Linked DNA regions of Mus musculus: regions 2 and 3 are each linked to region 1. Evidence: chromatin contacts called from public Hi-C and Micro-C data. All regions are on one chromosome and are shown on one strand. Each heading gives the region's core, a stretch centred on a gene start, on an enhancer-like site or on the middle of the called end of the contact. The rest is flanking DNA. Distances are from core to core; before and after follow the strand shown. Region 1 holds the start of Enah (ENAH actin regulator). Region 2 overlaps Enah (ENAH actin regulator). Region 3 has its middle 3.2 kb from the start of n-TSgct1.

Evidence for each region. Hi-C and Micro-C count contacts between places; a contact is called where the count stands out from the background.
Region 2: a Hi-C map of rod photoreceptor shows a contact between it and region 1, with 2.2 times the contacts expected there. The contact joins the enhancer-like site here to the promoter of Enah in region 1. A contact is called at or near these places in 1 of 15 datasets of contacts at CTCF or cohesin (CD8 T cells), 4 of 484 Hi-C or Micro-C datasets (the HL-1 cell line, cortical neurons, nephron progenitors and 1 more), 3 of 115 datasets of contacts at active chromatin or transcription factors (embryonic stem cells and forebrain) and 4 of 9 other capture datasets (adipose tissue, embryonic stem cells, liver and 1 more).
Region 3: a contact with region 1 is called in a Micro-C map of the HL-1 cell line, with 1.9 times the contacts expected there. The contact joins the enhancer-like site here to the promoter of Enah in region 1. A contact is called at or near these places in 5 of 39 promoter capture datasets (the 3T3-L1 cell line, epiblast stem cells, hippocampal neurons and 1 more), 1 of 15 datasets of contacts at CTCF or cohesin (the NIH/3T3 cell line), 22 of 484 Hi-C or Micro-C datasets (the 3T3-L1 cell line, 3T3-L1-derived adipocytes, the C2C12 cell line and 13 more), 10 of 115 datasets of contacts at active chromatin or transcription factors (the NIH/3T3 cell line, embryonic fibroblasts, embryonic hindbrain and 3 more) and 3 of 9 other capture datasets (adipose tissue, liver and pancreatic islet).

What each region holds. Positions count from the first base shown.
Region 1 is chr1:182,017,687-182,022,846 of GRCm38.p6, reverse strand. Enah (ENAH actin regulator) reads left to right here and starts at 2,867. Exons shown (of 15, transcript NM_010135.3): 1 at 2,867-3,317. The coding sequence starts at 3,313.
Region 2 is chr1:181,983,477-181,988,636 of GRCm38.p6, reverse strand. The region is part of intron 1 of Enah (ENAH actin regulator); the gene reads left to right. It also overlaps the pseudogene Gm51706. Among named protein-coding and RNA genes, the nearest start is that of Enah, 34 kb to the left of the region's middle. Within about 2 kb of position 2,571, at least 17 of the 459 cell types and tissues checked have an H3K27ac peak or open chromatin away from gene starts, as enhancers often do. A contact at or near this core is called in the HL-1 cell line, pancreatic islet and rod photoreceptor, where this site is marked.
Region 3 is chr1:182,056,668-182,061,827 of GRCm38.p6, reverse strand. No RefSeq gene overlaps it. Among named protein-coding and RNA genes, the nearest start is that of n-TSgct1, 3.2 kb to the right of the region's middle. Within about 2 kb of position 2,572, at least 6 of the 459 cell types and tissues checked have an H3K27ac peak or open chromatin away from gene starts, as enhancers often do. A contact at or near this core is called in the HL-1 cell line and the NIH/3T3 cell line, where this site is marked.

The DNA of each region.
Region 1 (5,160 bases), core at 1,618-4,117:
TACTGTGTTAGGAAGGAAGTTCGAGGTGGGAACGTAGCTAGTGGTTGAGAACACCTAGCTTAGCATGTGAAAGCAGGGTTAGATCCCTAGCACATGCATGTGCACAACACACACATGCATTTCTTCTGAATAGTGTCTTCCATATCTTAGGGGAGCTGTCTATTCACTCACTGATTCATTCTTCCATTCACCTTTCAAACATCAGGTCCCTACGTGTTGGTCCTGGCACTGTGTTCGAGTATAGTATGGAGCTGAGATCATTTCAAAGACTTCAATGATTCAGTCACGCCAACTTTATTTTTAAGCAAAAGTTTAGGTTTATGAGGAGAGAATCAGCTGTGGGAAGTCAGTATGATGTGGGAGGAACAACAAGGTACCAAGAGATGGAAATCCTGGGTTTGAGTTTCAGTTCTACTACAAAGGCACTATGAGGCAATGGGCAAGTTACTTAACCTATCCGATTTCACATTCTTCTTCTAAATGACTGAATGACTTAAGATATCTCCCCTCTAAAATTCTTTCATTCTATATAGTAACACAGTCCATTGAAGTTTCCCACGTGACCAGAATTAGTCTTGTTTCTAGCTCAAGTTTCCATTTTGTCCTTTCAATGTTAGACCAAATATGAACAAGAAGTAACATTTTGTTAGAGCGAACAAACCGTCTTTCCACAAAATGACCTTTGGAGGTCAGGCTGGCCAATGCAAGATCTAAATCCGAAGGCAATGGTGTGACCAACTTGTGAGCTGGCAAGCTGCCATTAAAAAGAATGGAAATGGGTGTAGGCAGCCAACATTCTTGGCTGGTACATTTTTAATAAACACAGAAAACAAGAATAGCATTTTCCTCTTGGATCACTTAATTTGGTACTCATACCATGGGGACATCAGCTGTTAGCATAAAGATGATGGTGATTTCGTTAGATCAGGATGGGATTAGCTAGCAAAAATGAGAAGCAGGTTATGATGTCATTCGCAAGGAATTTTTATTGGTGTTTCTTGTCTCTGACAAGAGATAGTTTGAGTCATTACAGCAGTATCTCCACCTCTTCTGGTGGTGGTAAGGCTTTTATCTGAAACCTAAGCTCTGTTGTACTTACTATATTGGTATGAATGAACTAAGGAGAGCTGGGGTGACTTCTGGCTGAATGTGTCTTAATTCTTTCCCCAAGAAGATTCAATAGGCATTAGTGCTTTTTTTCCTCTTTCTAGACATTAGTTAACTTGTTGAATACTTGAGGTGCAAGCATTTTATACAGATGCCCTTTATACAAAGGCAGTGCACCTCAGAGCTGAGATGTTTTTCTAATCACGGCTATTGTACTAATAACACACGAGGTTGTTTGAGATGTATATTTCTGTCTCTTCTCGTAATATGGGCAACAAGGACATTTGGCTGACAGGGCTGTTTTCTCTTCAGTCCTTGGAGATCCTTGAATAAAATGCTCTGTGATGGCAAGCTGTAATTAGCTATGTGGGTGGAAATTAGTGTTCTTCAAGTACACCATGTTTAGAGCAGAGGCACCGTGCTTTTTACTACCCGAGGCCACCCTGGTCCTGTGCCACAGCTCTAGGTCACTGCTTCTTGCAGGGCTTCCTTCCAAAAAGCAAACCGCCTTTGTTGAGCTCTGAAACCAGGAGGCTTTTCATAGTTAAAACAGGTTAAACTGTTCTCCAGACAATTCAGGCATTGACCAAGGATGGATAGGATACGTTAGCTTGTCATTTGAAAGTGCCCAGAATGCCAGCTTTCATAAGTATCTTTAGAACCGCAGCTCATTTTATATGGAACATCAAACTTTTGAATGGATTCCTGCAGTATTGCTAGGTCCTCCATTTTGGATGTAATAGAAATCGGGTAGCTGCAAAAACCCTTTCTAACCTAGTCTAGGCATCTGTATACTGCGCACGAAAGCGGGCTCTCAGTTTTTAAAAAATTTTATTAGATCATTGGATTTGCTGTTTTTCATTCTACACCCCCCGCCCCAAATTCGGGCTTCTCAGAGGCCTCCTGCACCATCTGACTAAACCATTCGCTGCGTTAGTATTTTCTATCTACCTTCTCAAGGAGGTGAGCTCCAGACTAGGTGAAAGACAGAGCATTTAAAATTATCCTCAGTTTCCATCCCTCCCCGCCCCCGGCCGGGATTCCCTTTCAGCTGGTGACGACAGAAAGGGTTCCACGGGCTGCGTCTCTCGCGGCTGCACAGGGTTCCGCGTGCCTCGGGCCACCGCGTTTCCCGACACCGATGCGTTAGCTGTGTGTGTGTGTGTGTGCGCGTTTATGCGCGCGTGTGTTTGTGCAGTCATCCCAGTACTGTGCGCGCGTCGGCCGGATCCCCAGGTCCAGCACGCTCGGGGGTCCTCGGGAATCCGGGGGACGACGATGGCCACGTTTTGCGTGTTCGGAACTCTCCTACATCCCGCCTACATCCCACGGGTGGGGGTGGGTGGGAGGGAATCACATCGCGGCGGGGACGCGCAGAGGGGGATGCCGGCCCGCGCGCCCTGGTCCTCTCCGCGATCGCGCCCGGCTCGTCACGCCCCCCCCAACCCCCCCACCGCGGTTCGCTCCTCACCTCAGCCTCCGGGCTGCGGGAAGGCCGCGGCAGGAGAGCGCGGTCAAGGGCAGAGCGGGCGCCGAGCCCCCCTCCGACCGCGGGGGGCGCGGAGCCGGGTGGGCGGCAACAAAGGGCCGTGGCCGCACCGCCGCCTCGCCTCGGCCGCCGCCCCGCAGCCCCCTCGTGCGCAACGCCCCTCGCCCCGGGAGGGAGGGGGAGGGGAGCGGGCGAAGCGGGAGCGGCGGGGGCGGCGGGAGGAGGGCGGCGCCTGCGTGCTCCTCCGCCGCCCCGCCCCCGGCGCCCCGCGGCGAGCCCGGCTCTCCTCCCGCGGCTGCAGCAGCTGCCGGTTCCTCACGGCCTCGGCGGCGGCGGTGACGGCGGCGCGCTCGGAGCGGCCTCTGGAGCGGCGGGCGGGCGGACGGACGGACGGACGGACGGGCGCGCGGCCCCGGCGGCTCCCGTCTGAAGCGGCGGACGAGGCTCGGCGGGGAGGAGGCGGCGACGCAGGCGGAGGAGGCGGCGGCCGCCGGGGACCCGCTCGGCGCCTCGGCCCCGTGCCCCGTCCCCAGCCCGTGGTCGCTCGCGCTCGGCGGGCCGGCGCCTCGCCTCTGCGCGCGGAGATGGTGTAGCCCGGCCGCCGGAGCCGGAGCCGCCTCTGCTCGCGCGTCCCCGCGGCGTCCGCCTCCCCGCCTGAGAAGAGACCCTCCGCTCGGCGGCTCCCGCGCCGGGGAAGCCTCGGCGCCGCCGGCACCATGAGGTGAGGGGCGCGCGGGCCGCCAGCCATTGTGCCGCGGCGCCGCGACCGCTCTGCGCGGACCCGCCTGCCCCGGCCCGCGGCGCCGGCTCGGCTCTCCCGGCTCTTTCTCGCTCCCTTTTGTCCCTTCGGGTTTCTCCGGTCCAGCTGCCCTGCCCAGCCGCTCTGATTTGGGGGAGGGGGCTCCTCCCGGTGTCCCCCTCCGATGCTCTTCTTTTACCCAGGATTTCCCTTCCTCAATTCAATATGCCAGCTCCCTCCCTCCCTCCCCCAGCCTGGGTTAACGAAACCCAGGAGATGGGGAGGGGCTCGGTAGTCGTAGCGTGCTCGTTGCCGAGAAACAGGTATTTTCCGTACATCTGTAAAAATTCTCTGCACTTTTAGTACAAAGCTCTAGTGTTTAATTAAAAGGGGGGTGGGGAGGAAAGTTTGGAAGGTTTGAAATCTCTGCGGGGAATAAAGTGCCTCTGGTAGGGGTAAAGCGGAGGAGCGGGGAAAGGTGAACATTTCTCGATGGTGGGGGAAGGGAGAGCATTTACTAGGTTTCCTCTGGCGGGGGACAGTGTGAGGCTGGGATAAGTTGGTTGAGGTTTGTAAGCCCGGGCGGGGGAGGGTTTTGTTTGGAAAGCCCTTCTCTCCGGTTCGTAGCAGCCTGTGTTGCATTGCAGCAGAAGCGGCCGCGTTTCCCTTCCTCTGTAATCAATACAATTATTTATTTATTTTTCAGCCCCAAAGGAAAGTCTTGGATGTACCGTGGTGAAATGCTTTTTGATTGATACGGTGAAACATATGGTGTGATGTTTTTTAATTTTTGTCTCTCCAGTTGTGTAGGAGAATAAACCATGATGTGGTGTGTCACTCATTGGCGACCACCCACCCCAAGCCTTTCCTAAGGTTGTTTTGTGTCCATAACCTCCCGCTTTTGGATTGGTGCAAGACTTAGTGAGAAATAGGACCTCGTAGACTGAAGGCTGATGCATTTTGCGTACTCATCCTTAAAGGCCTCCCTTTTAGGTTAAACAATTGTGGATGAAGTAAATTCCTCCGTTTCTTCCTCCCTCCCGAGATAGTCTTTCAGTTCATTTGGATTTGAATCTCCTTTGTGTTAAAGATTAATGGCCGACGGTTGCCAAGACCTTTATAATGTAATGAAATGAGATTTGAATAATATCTTCAAATTCCTTCTCTTTGGCCTGAAAATCTTGTCATTGGAATTTCCCCCCTTATTTCTGTTTGAAACTTTAGCTTTTATATCCCCCTCCTCAAAAAAAAAAAAAAAAATCAGGGTTGAACACAGACCCGTTACAATTTTAAGTATATTTTTGTGCTGTGTTTACTTAAGCTTACTATGAATTTTTCTGATTCTGGGTGACAGATCTTTATGTTAGTGTTAGATTTTTGCCAAGTGACCCCTTTTCCTGGGTGATTTCATACAACTTATTTCAAATGTTTAAAAAGTAATTAATGGCATAGAAATCAAGATTAATCTTTGTAAAATGCAAGTTGAGAAACCTGTTATATTTTTGTGCATTTTTGCTAAGCTACTGGTGGCCTTGAAAATTCAGGAACTGTTAAAAAACATGACTGTTCTGTCAGGTAATATTACATACTGTTGATTGTACTTTAGTGACATAATGCTATATAGGTCTTGCCCAACAAGTTAGTAGTTAGTAGTTTTTTGGTTTTTTTTTTTCAGACTTGCAATAATTTTCTTAAAACATTAAAAGGACAAAATAAAGCAGGGTATTTTAACATTTGATCAAAGCTATTTGAAAGCTTGTGAACAAAATATATTCAAGTTTGAAGTATTTAGTAAAACTTAAATCATACACTGTCTCAGTAAGTT
Region 2 (5,160 bases), core at 1,322-3,821, 34 kb after region 1:
CTGTTTAGCATCTTAAATTCTGCATAATGTACTTTAAGTGAAACCTACAGAATTGTAGTCTGCTGAGTCAGGGAATTCCTCCTTTCAAAGGCTCTTGATCCTTCTGTCCCAGCACCTCTGCAGAAAGCTGCTTGTATCAGCAAGAGATTGCCTTTCCCCCACTCTCCTGTTGCTGTTTTCCTCCCACAGTAGGAAAGGATATCTTGTTTTAACGCGCACTCTTTGCTTACCAGTGAGCTTTAGTATTTTTCATAATTGTATTATCCCTCCCCTAAGTCTTCTGTGAATTGTCTGGTTTTGTTTTCAGAGCTGGGATTGAAACCAGGGAATTGACTGTTTTTTACTGTACTTTGTTCAGAAATTGAAAATTCAGTTGTTATTTTTCTGCTTGTTAAACTAATGGGAATGAGGTTTTTCGTGGATTGTTGAAGTTGAAACCATTCTTATTTTTACTTTTTTAAATTTTGAAACTATTTTTTAAAAGACCAAATGCACTCACACAGATTCTTTTTTCTATTTGGGTTTTTTGGGTTTTTTTTTTTTGTTTGTTTGTTTGTTTGTTTTTTCGAGACAGGGTTCCTCTGTATAGCCCTGGCTGTCCTGGAACTCACCAGGTTGGCCTCAGAAATTCGCCCACCTCTGCCTCCTGAGTGCTGGGACTAAAGGTGTGCGCCACCACGCCCAGCTCACACAGAGATTCTTGGCCCCAGATGTTCAGATTTGAATCCTTGTGTGGCTTAGTCCTTTTAAAATCCAGACAAGCACTTCAGCCTCTAGGCTGCAGTTTCTTCATCTGCAGATGAGAATAACAGTACTTAATTCATTTGGTTGTTGCTAGAATTAAGTGAAACAGTAGTTGTAAAGCAACTAGCTCCGTGCTAAGTAATCATTCGGTTAGCTGTCTGGGATAAGTAATTAATGGTGGAGGTAGAACTCGTGACTCTTTTAGTACCTTAGTTGCTGTCATTCACGACCTTTTCACTGTAGACTTCATGTAATAGAGCTTATTTTAAATAGTCATTTTGTTTCAAGACAAAGTATTTATTCCTAGCTAATTGCAATTAGTCTTAAAAATGATTTCTTGAATACATCTATTTGCTTGCTTTTGATTTTCTAATTGTGTTTAAAAATAGCTCAGGATATAATGTGCCATATTTAAGAAGGGCCTCTGTAAATCAGCTTTGGTTTTCAGGGGAGATTAGTGACAGCTCCTGCACTTGCTTCATACTTGGTTGTGTTAGTCCCTCCTCCTCCTCTCCCCCCACCGTTTCACTGTGCTCTGTTTTGGCTGCCATTATAGCATGGGACAACCAGCCAGGGGCAGCTCACACCCGTAGAAACTGTCTTTGCACTAGCAGCCATGATTTTTTGTAGCTTCTCAACCAGGAGTGGGACCTTGTGAATCCCCTCCTCCCCATTCTTGGTGAAATGTTGACTAGACTGATAATGTACGGGTTTGGTGTAGGTAACCACAGCTGCTGAGAGAGTGTAATTGCAAAGGCTGGTTGTACCTGTTAGGCATTTTTTAGCTGAGAAGTAAAAGAACCTATTTCACAATAGGATTTCAAAGTGAGGTGGTTTTGAGTTGAGTCTGTTTTAAAATTAGATTATAATACCTTTTTTGCTTTGTTGGCATAGTTTGTGGCACAGTACAACTAAGGGTCTGGAGGAACAGACACAACACTTTCATATGTGTTTTAAACTTTACTTTGGAGTATTTTTCACATACTAGGTTGCAGTGTTTAAGCCTACCACAATACTCCCTCGAGGTAATGTATTTCAGAGATTAACAAGTAACTTGATTCCATTTGTTTTCTCTCAAGCCCAGTGGGAATCAGCTCTATAGCCCAGCCATAATCCCTATTGTGTGTAAAATGTTTAACCCTTCACAATCATTAAGGACTGGTTGTTGACCAAAGTATGCTTGTAGCTATCTTGTAATCATTTATCTTGGGCCTTAAACAACCTAAATGATGTGTATTTTAAAATCTTTGCTGTTTACTACTTGAAAATATTTACTGCTTGGGTGTGTGTGTGTGTGTGTGTGTGTATGTGTGACCTTTAGCTGAATAGAAGAGAATCTGTTTTTTTGTTATTTTGTAAAGTGTTCCATTGTTTTAGATCAACACTTGTACAATGTAAACGTATTATTTGTTACTCTAAGTCACTCACATGGCTCTTTGATAGTGTCTAGCATATATTTTCCCACCTACTTAATTACTTCTTTTTTAATTGCCTTTATTTTACAGTTTAATCTTCATTTGATCATTATTACTCAGAAATAATGGCATTTCCAGTTACAGAAAAACAAAACAAAAAAATGCAGTGTGGTAGCATATCCCTGTAGTCCAGTATCTATGGAGGTTTAGGCAAGAGGGCTGCTGTAAGCTTGAGGTCTGCCTGGGCTTCATACTGAGACCTGTTCTCACAAAAAAAAACGACAGAAACCACAGCAAAAGGACTATGGACTTAATACCTTGAATAATCCTGCAGTGGTTTGATGAGAGTGGCCCCTATAGGCCCCTACATTGAAATGCTTAGTCACCAGAGTGGCACCATCTGGAAGGATTAGAAGGATTAGGAGGTGTGGCTTTGTTGGAGACAATGTGTCACTGGGTTGGGCTTTGAGGTTTCAGAAACCTATACCAGGCCCAAGGTTCTCTCTCTGCCTATGGATCAGGGTGTAGCTCTCAGTTCCTGCTCCAGCTTCTGCCTGTGTGCCACCATGCTCCCCACCATAATGATAGTAGACTAAACCTCTGAAACTATAAGCAAGCCCTCAATTAAAAGCTTTCTTTCCTAAGAGTTGCCTTGGGTCATGCTGTCTTTTCATAGTAACTGAGCACTAAGACAAAATACATTTTTTTAAATAAATAAAAGATGTCAAGGAATTCTTTTTTTATATATTCCAACAAGTTTGCTTTAAGTTTCTGAGTTTATTTATTTAGCAAGCAGTGTTATTATTACTTTATTCATAGTGTATATTGTTCATCAGATTAGAGAACTCAGAAATAGTTTAATAGTTAAATGAGATGGATCCCTTGAAATCATATATGTGGAGAAAGTTATGGAACAGTGTTTTCATTTTTTTATTTTAAAAAGATCTTATTGAGTAGCCTCAGGTTTCTGGTCCTTCTGCCTTAGCCTCAGTAGTTTTGGTATTACAAGTACACCGTTGCAATGCATGACTCATTTTAAAAGCTTACTAAGCCAGGTGTGGTGGCGCACGCCTTTAGTCCCAGCACTGGGGAGGCAGAGGCAGGTGGATTTCTAAATTCGAGGCCAGCCTGGTCTACAAAGTGAGTTCCAGAATAGCCAGGGCTATACAGAGGAACCCTGTCTCGAAAAACCAAAACCAAAAACAAAAAAGTTTACTGCATGTCTGCTATCCCCTAATCTTTAGGATCCTGGGTGAGCAAGGGCTTTCATCTTGATTATTTAAACCCATAGCTTTATGCGTGTTAAATTTGCAAAATCTTATACAGAGTAGTTTATTTTAAACATTTGAATGTTGGTTGTTATAATTTTAGAAACTTACATTTGGCAAAAGCTGCTTGCTTTATTTATTTCTTTACTTACTCATGAAGGGAGGAATGCAGGCCATGATTCATGTGTGTAGAGGTCAGAGGACAGCTTTTTAGAGTCATTTTTTCCTTCCACCTTACTGAACTCTGTGACAGAACTCAGATTATCAAGCTTGCATGGCCAGTACTGTCACCTGCTCAGCCACTGGGCTGTCTCATTGGTCCAATTGTGGCTTTATTTACTTTGCGCCCTCCTGATAGATGCTCCTTAAGTGTTGTCTTTGAAAATAAACAGGACTCTCAGCCCTTAGGTAACCAAAGCAGACCTTTGCCATTTATTTATTTATTTATTTTTGGTTTTCCAAGACAGGGTTTCTCTGTATAGCCCTGGCTGTCCTGGAACTCACTTTGTAGACCAGGCTGGCCTCAAACTCAGAAATCCACCTGCCTCTGCCTCCCAAGTGCTGGGACTAAAGGCGTGCGCCATCACACCCGGCTTAGCAAGTGTTTTTTAACTGCTGAGCCATCTCTTTAGCCCCTAGTAATGTTTATTTTAGAAAGTTGTTGGTGAGTGTGTGTGTGTGTGTGTGCGTGTGTGTGCGTGCGTGCGCGCGCGTGTGCGTGTGCGCGCGAGCACAGTCGGGTACTCTTACCCACTGAGCCATCTCACCAGCCCCCCCCCCCCTCCCTGCTATCTTCTTATGTCACTCACTCCTCTTTTCTTGCCTTGTCTTGTCTTTTCTTTCTTCCTCCTCTTTATTTTTCAAGACAGGTTTTATCTGTGTAGCCCTGGCTGTCCTGGAACTCATTCTATAGACCAGGCTGGCCTTGGACTTAGAGACACCTATGCCTCTACTTTCTGAGTGCTGACTAAAGGTGGGCACTGCCACTGTATGCTTGAACTCACCAGTTTTGCTAGAGTAGCTGGCCAGCAAGTTCAGGAATCGACCTGTTTCTCTGCCCACAGTTTTGGGGGATGGAATTCAGGTCTTCAAGCTTGCTAGGCAAGCACTGTTACCAATCAGGTCATCTTTCCACTCCCCACCTCACACCCTCCAAACTGTTGCTTTTTTGTGCCCCTTTCTCTACTAAGCTCTCCTTCTGTCCAAACTTTCTTGTGATCAGAACTCTTTTTGAGCAAGCCTTACTCTGTAGTTTTGGCTAAACAATAAAAACGATTTTATTGTTTAGTTAGGATTGGTTTGTTTGTTGGTCCCCCTTTTCAAGAACGTCACCTATTTCACTATTTCAGTCTTTTTTTTCCCCCTGAATATCACAAAAGTTTATCTAGCAGAAAGTTTCGTATGAAAATGTACATGACCCAGTTCTCCATCACAGTCAAGCAGGCCTTTGGGATGGGGTGGGGGGTGTGGACACACTGCTGAACACTGGTTAGACTCTTTCCAAGGCTTTTAACGTGGTGACGCTGTTTCCTTGGATGACCACCACCCTGATGCTTCGCACTGGCTGCCATCCCCACCCGCCCCTCAGTATTCCCTGTACACATCTGCCACCGTTTAACTTCAGGGATAACTACTTACTTGTCCATGAACTATAGTTCGGGACAGTGGACTTTACTCATCGCAACCACTCAGCGGGCTCGGCACTGCTATTTCAGTCGTTCTGGTTTTTTTTG
Region 3 (5,160 bases), core at 1,323-3,822, 39 kb before region 1:
TGGTGTGTCTGAAGACAGCTACAGTGTACTCATATAAATAAAATAAATAAATCTTAAAAAAAAAAAGAAGGTGTATTCCTCCTTCTGTGATCATCCAACTTGCAACTTTTTCCCAAGGAAGAACCAGGCATGAACATACGAGCTCTGCTGTGCAGATATCTTCCTTGCCCGGAGATCAGAACCCGGCCTCAGCCTGCCTTGGGCACATGGCCTACTGTCCTCCGTGGGCTCTCAGATCAGGCTTGATGTCCACCTCTGTTGCTGTCCTGTCCGAGTGATTGCTGTTATCACAACCATCTCTTATCGATCTTTTTGTCATTGGTTCTTTTAAATGTTGAGGATAAGATACTGAGAAGCTGTGTCACTGAGGTGCACAGACTGCCCGGTCTATGAACTCTGCATTTTATCTTAATCATGTGCATGTGTATGTAGGTGGGTGGGGCAGCCATGTGGCACAGAATGACTCTGGAGGTCAGAGGACAACTTGTGGGAGTCAGTTCTCTCCTTCCACCATGTGGGTCCTGGGAATAGAACTCAGGTTATTAGACTTGGTAAGCCCCGTAACCCATGAAGCTGTCTCACAGGTCTATTCCCCCCCCCCTTTTCTCCTCTTCCTCCTCTTCCTCCTCTTTTCCTCCTCCTTCTCCTTTTCCTGCCTTACTTTGTATAAACTTGTTCTCCCAAGCATATTGTAAGTTGTAACAATAACAGATATTTACCTGGTGTTTACTGGAGCCAGACTGTGCTTAACACGGCAGAAGGTGAGGGCAAGGAAGAGAAGGGCGAGAAGTGTATATTAGTACAATGATGGTTTGCAATGTATAATCCACAGCAACACTGCTCCACTGTGATGCAGGACTAACTTCATTTTCAGTGTCAAACACTTCCAAATCGCTGCAAACCAACACTTTAGTGATTGCCATTAGACTTTCAAACTCTCTCAGCTTCTGTGCCTATCTTGCTGCAGGCTAAAGATGAGCTGTTGCTGACCAGCACAGCCAGAGGACTATATATATATTGAGAGGCATTAACAAATACTCTCAGAAGAAAAAAAAAAAAGCCAACTCTGCATGCCTGTAAATTTTCATTTATTTAGAAAGTGTGTACAAGAGGTTACTACACAGCAGATGCCGAGCTTGGGGCTGTATAGTTCAGGTGGTAAACGGGAACACTTACACCTTCACAAACAGTCCAGAAGGCTAAACAGACTTGAGCAATACATTACGAAATAATTATTTTAGGTAAATGCTAAAGGAAAGGTAAACATATTTAGGGTTTAAACTAACTTGAGGGGTCAGAGAAAGCTGAAGCTCTATGCTGAAGAAAGAACAGGGTGCAAGAATCAGAACAGGGAAGGGTGAGAAAACAGGTCTTGTGCAAGGGCCCAGAGGCAGGCAGGCAGACAGACAGACAGACAGACAACTAAGATTAAAGGGACAGTGTCCCAGTGCCCTGAGCCGTGCAAAGGTCACGGCAAGGACTTTGCAGGTTATTTTTCAAACTGTTATGATTTGAATGTCCCTTCCCAAACTCATAACGAAATGTAATTTCCACTATAACAGCATTGAGATATAGAGCTTTGGGAATAGAGAGCTGGCTTGGTGGTTAAGAGCACTTGGTGATTTTAAAGAGGACCTGACCGGTTCCCAGCACTCATGACTGATGGTTTGCAACCTCCTATAAAACTCAGTTCCAGGGAATCAGAAACCTTCTTCTTGCTTCCTAGACACCATACTCATGTACATACTCACATACAGATGCACAGCCCTACACATAAGTTCTGGCAAAGATACAGGATTGGCTAGTGATTGATGGGATGGTGAGATGACTCAGCAGGAACTTGCCGCCAAGATTGACTGCCTGAGATTGGTCTCTGAACTCACACGATAGAAGGAGAGAAATGACTTCTACAAGTGAACCTCTGACTGCCACAGACATGTGGTGGCACGTGTGCCTCCCAATATATCAATAGCTGTTTAAAAGGAAGTTCTAAGGGGATGACTGACGCCATTCTCCAGGAGTGCATGTACCTATGACTTTGGTTCCTACCTTTTCTCTTTCTCCTTCTCTCCCTCCACTCACCTCATGCTTGCATGGCTGCCCTGCTGCCCCTCTGCTCCCCTACCCCATTGAGTCAGTACAAAGGCTCTCACTAAACCCCAGCACCTCGTTCTCCAACTTCCCAGGAACCAAAACCCTGAGTCAGACAAACCTTCGTGATTTAGCATTTAGTTGTCAGCAGACGTCTATTATGCCATCAGACAACGGACTAAAACGGAAGCTATGGAAAGTTCTGGAATAGCTTTAATCAAATGAGTGAAATGCCTGTGCCCTTTTACTTTCCCATTAATCTAAACAAATAATCTCTATAATGGCTTTAATGGAGAATTAACAGTTCATTACAAAGTGCTCACAGATGAACAAAAGGTTGGGGACCATTCTCTTTTGGCACATCTAGAAACCATCATGGTACCAGTCACTTCCCCTCCATGGTCAGTATGTTTCCCCTTCTGTCTCCTTTCCTTTCCCGCCATCATCTGTATACTAGTTGAGGACCAGCAGCTGTGGAGTGCCATTAGCAGAACCACGTGACAAGGCTTCTATTTGGGGCAAGCTAGCAATATTCCCAACTAAAACTTACTTATTGCTCTTATCCTGTTAGCTTTTGTGATGCTGGAGATGAAACCCAGGGCTTCCTGGATTCAAAAGGGCACCTCTCCACTGAGCTTGTAACGCTAAAAATGACTTTTCAAGCCTTTGGAAAGTGATCACGTGACAGTTCCGACCAATAAGAAGATAATAAGAATCTTTCTTTTCCTTACCTCTCCTTCCCCCTCCCCCTGTCCTTTTTTCCGTGGCATTTCCCTCAGCCTGACCCAAACTCTTAAGCACCCTGCTGTGATCTTCCTGCCTCACTGACCTAAGGAGCTGGATTCTACCGGACACTGTCATGCCCAGCTTCAGGAAAACATTTGGTGTCCACATGAAAGGAGACTATGTAGCTGATAGACCCCGTTGTCCTTTCTTCCTGCGTTGAGGTACACAGAAGGCAACACACACACACACACACACACACACACACACACACACACACACACGAGGACAATACCTCCCTGGTAAAGGTGGTGGGGCGAGAGACCCCAAGTTCCGGAGGATGGGAAGCAGATCCCCCACTTCCGATCTTATTATGTGATAATAATAAAGTCACTGCAAGCCTGACGGTCTGGATTTTCAACTTGAGAATGATGGAGCTGTCTAGGTGGAAAGGGATGGCTCATAGAGCCAGCTCAGCATGCATAGCACAGCTTTCTCCTGCTGTGGCTGCTCCCACGTTTGAACATTTAGATATTTCAAAGGAAAGGGGCCTTTCTTTGACTCTGACATCCCTTTGCCCTCCTCTCCAGGCACTGTCATGGGCTTAGCAAGCTCTGCCTCTGTCCTTTGTCTCCTCTAAGAGGAAGGGCAGGCAGAGAGGGTTCTGGTGGAAACTGCTGATACACTGCACCACATAGAATGTGCTGTTCTCATTTATTTTTTAATACAAACCCATTTTTGCATGTGGGCACTGGCAAAGAATTGATGGTTACGAAATATTGGACAACAGTGGTTATATAGGAGGTGACACACAGCAAAGGAATCTTGTCTTCAAATTACACAGAATGCAAAAGCCACCATGGTTCATGACGCAGTGCTCGCATTTTTCCAAGCTTACCCTGCGGGGCTCCAGTGAGAGGGACTGTGCTTCCCGTGTGCTAAGGGAGTGTGTGAAAGTACCTGGCAGAGTTGTGTAAATGCGTGTGTGCACCCCTGGGAAGGTGCTTACAGCCACTGCTGCCTGATGTCGCACGGGGCTATTGAGAACCAAAAAGCCTTCAGGGATGGGTTTCAGGAGGGTGATATCAGAAATTATTCGAGCTACAGATTCCATATTCAGCAACATAAGCAGAGAGGGTGGGATCAAAGGTCATGCTCTGTGTAGGCCAACATCGCCATTGCTGATGGGCACCGCCACCGAGTCCGCATATCTACAAGCCAAAGGGCTTTCCACGATTATAAGCTTGTCTTGCAAAACGAAGAGCCTCTACTAAAAATAATTTCATTTGATCAGATGAAGCAGAGAGAATACGCCTGGATGGTATTTCGGGGACAAAGAATCAAAACAGAATAATCTCTCATGCCTACAAAAGAGCCCTGCAAAGGATTATCAAAAGGAAAAATGTCTTAAAGGAACATGTACAGTCTTGGGGGGAGCCAGCGAAAAACAGAAAATAAATAGTGCAAAATGAAGCCCTCTTGGTTTGTAATGAGGCTGGAACTTCACTGATCAGGGCCAGTCCAGAGCTCTGGAAGAAGAGACTGTATTAAATCCCCATGACCTTGAAGAGGCAGCTGAAGAGTTTAATGTATGTACATTTTCGGTCAGTAAATTTTTGTAACATCTGGAGTGTGATTAATACCCAAAGAGGGTTAAGAATTTCTAATGACTCTAATGGCTATCGGGTGCCACTGAAAAGTGGTTCCTGCCGCCAAAGGAACAAATGGTTAGCCACTTAGAGCCTCTTTCCAGGCGGAAATGAGCCTGTGGCCAAATTTAGTCCCCTCTTGGAAACTGTGGTCAATTTTCCACTACAGTTGAACTTTGGAAGTCAATACTTGCTTCACTGGCTAAAACAGTTTTCTTGGTGTTTCAAAAAAATATTTAAACACCTTTGGAAATTCTTTAAAAAATCTTAAAACACAATTTGGACAAAAGAGGAATATTATAAATACCTACACAGTAAACCCTACTAGGGAAAAATTTTAAAGTCAGCCTCAATTATCAAGAGAATAGTATAATTATTATGTCTTTATTCATTTCATACTTTCTGAATTTATAGTATGCACTTTCTATATATTTAGGAAACTTGATAATGTGGACTTTGAGTCAGGGAGATGGATCAACAGGGAAAGGCTCTGTGGTGGTTTGAATGATAACCCCAGAGGTGGTAGCAAATTTTGGGTAGGCTTAGGAGGTGTGGCCTTGCTGGAAGAATGTGTCTAAGGGCTGGCTCTGAGTCTTCCCTACCATGACAGACTCTTTCCCCTCGAACCCAGAACCCAAATAAATCCTACATTTTATAAATTACCTTGGTCATGATGTTTTAGGGTTTTGTTGTTTGG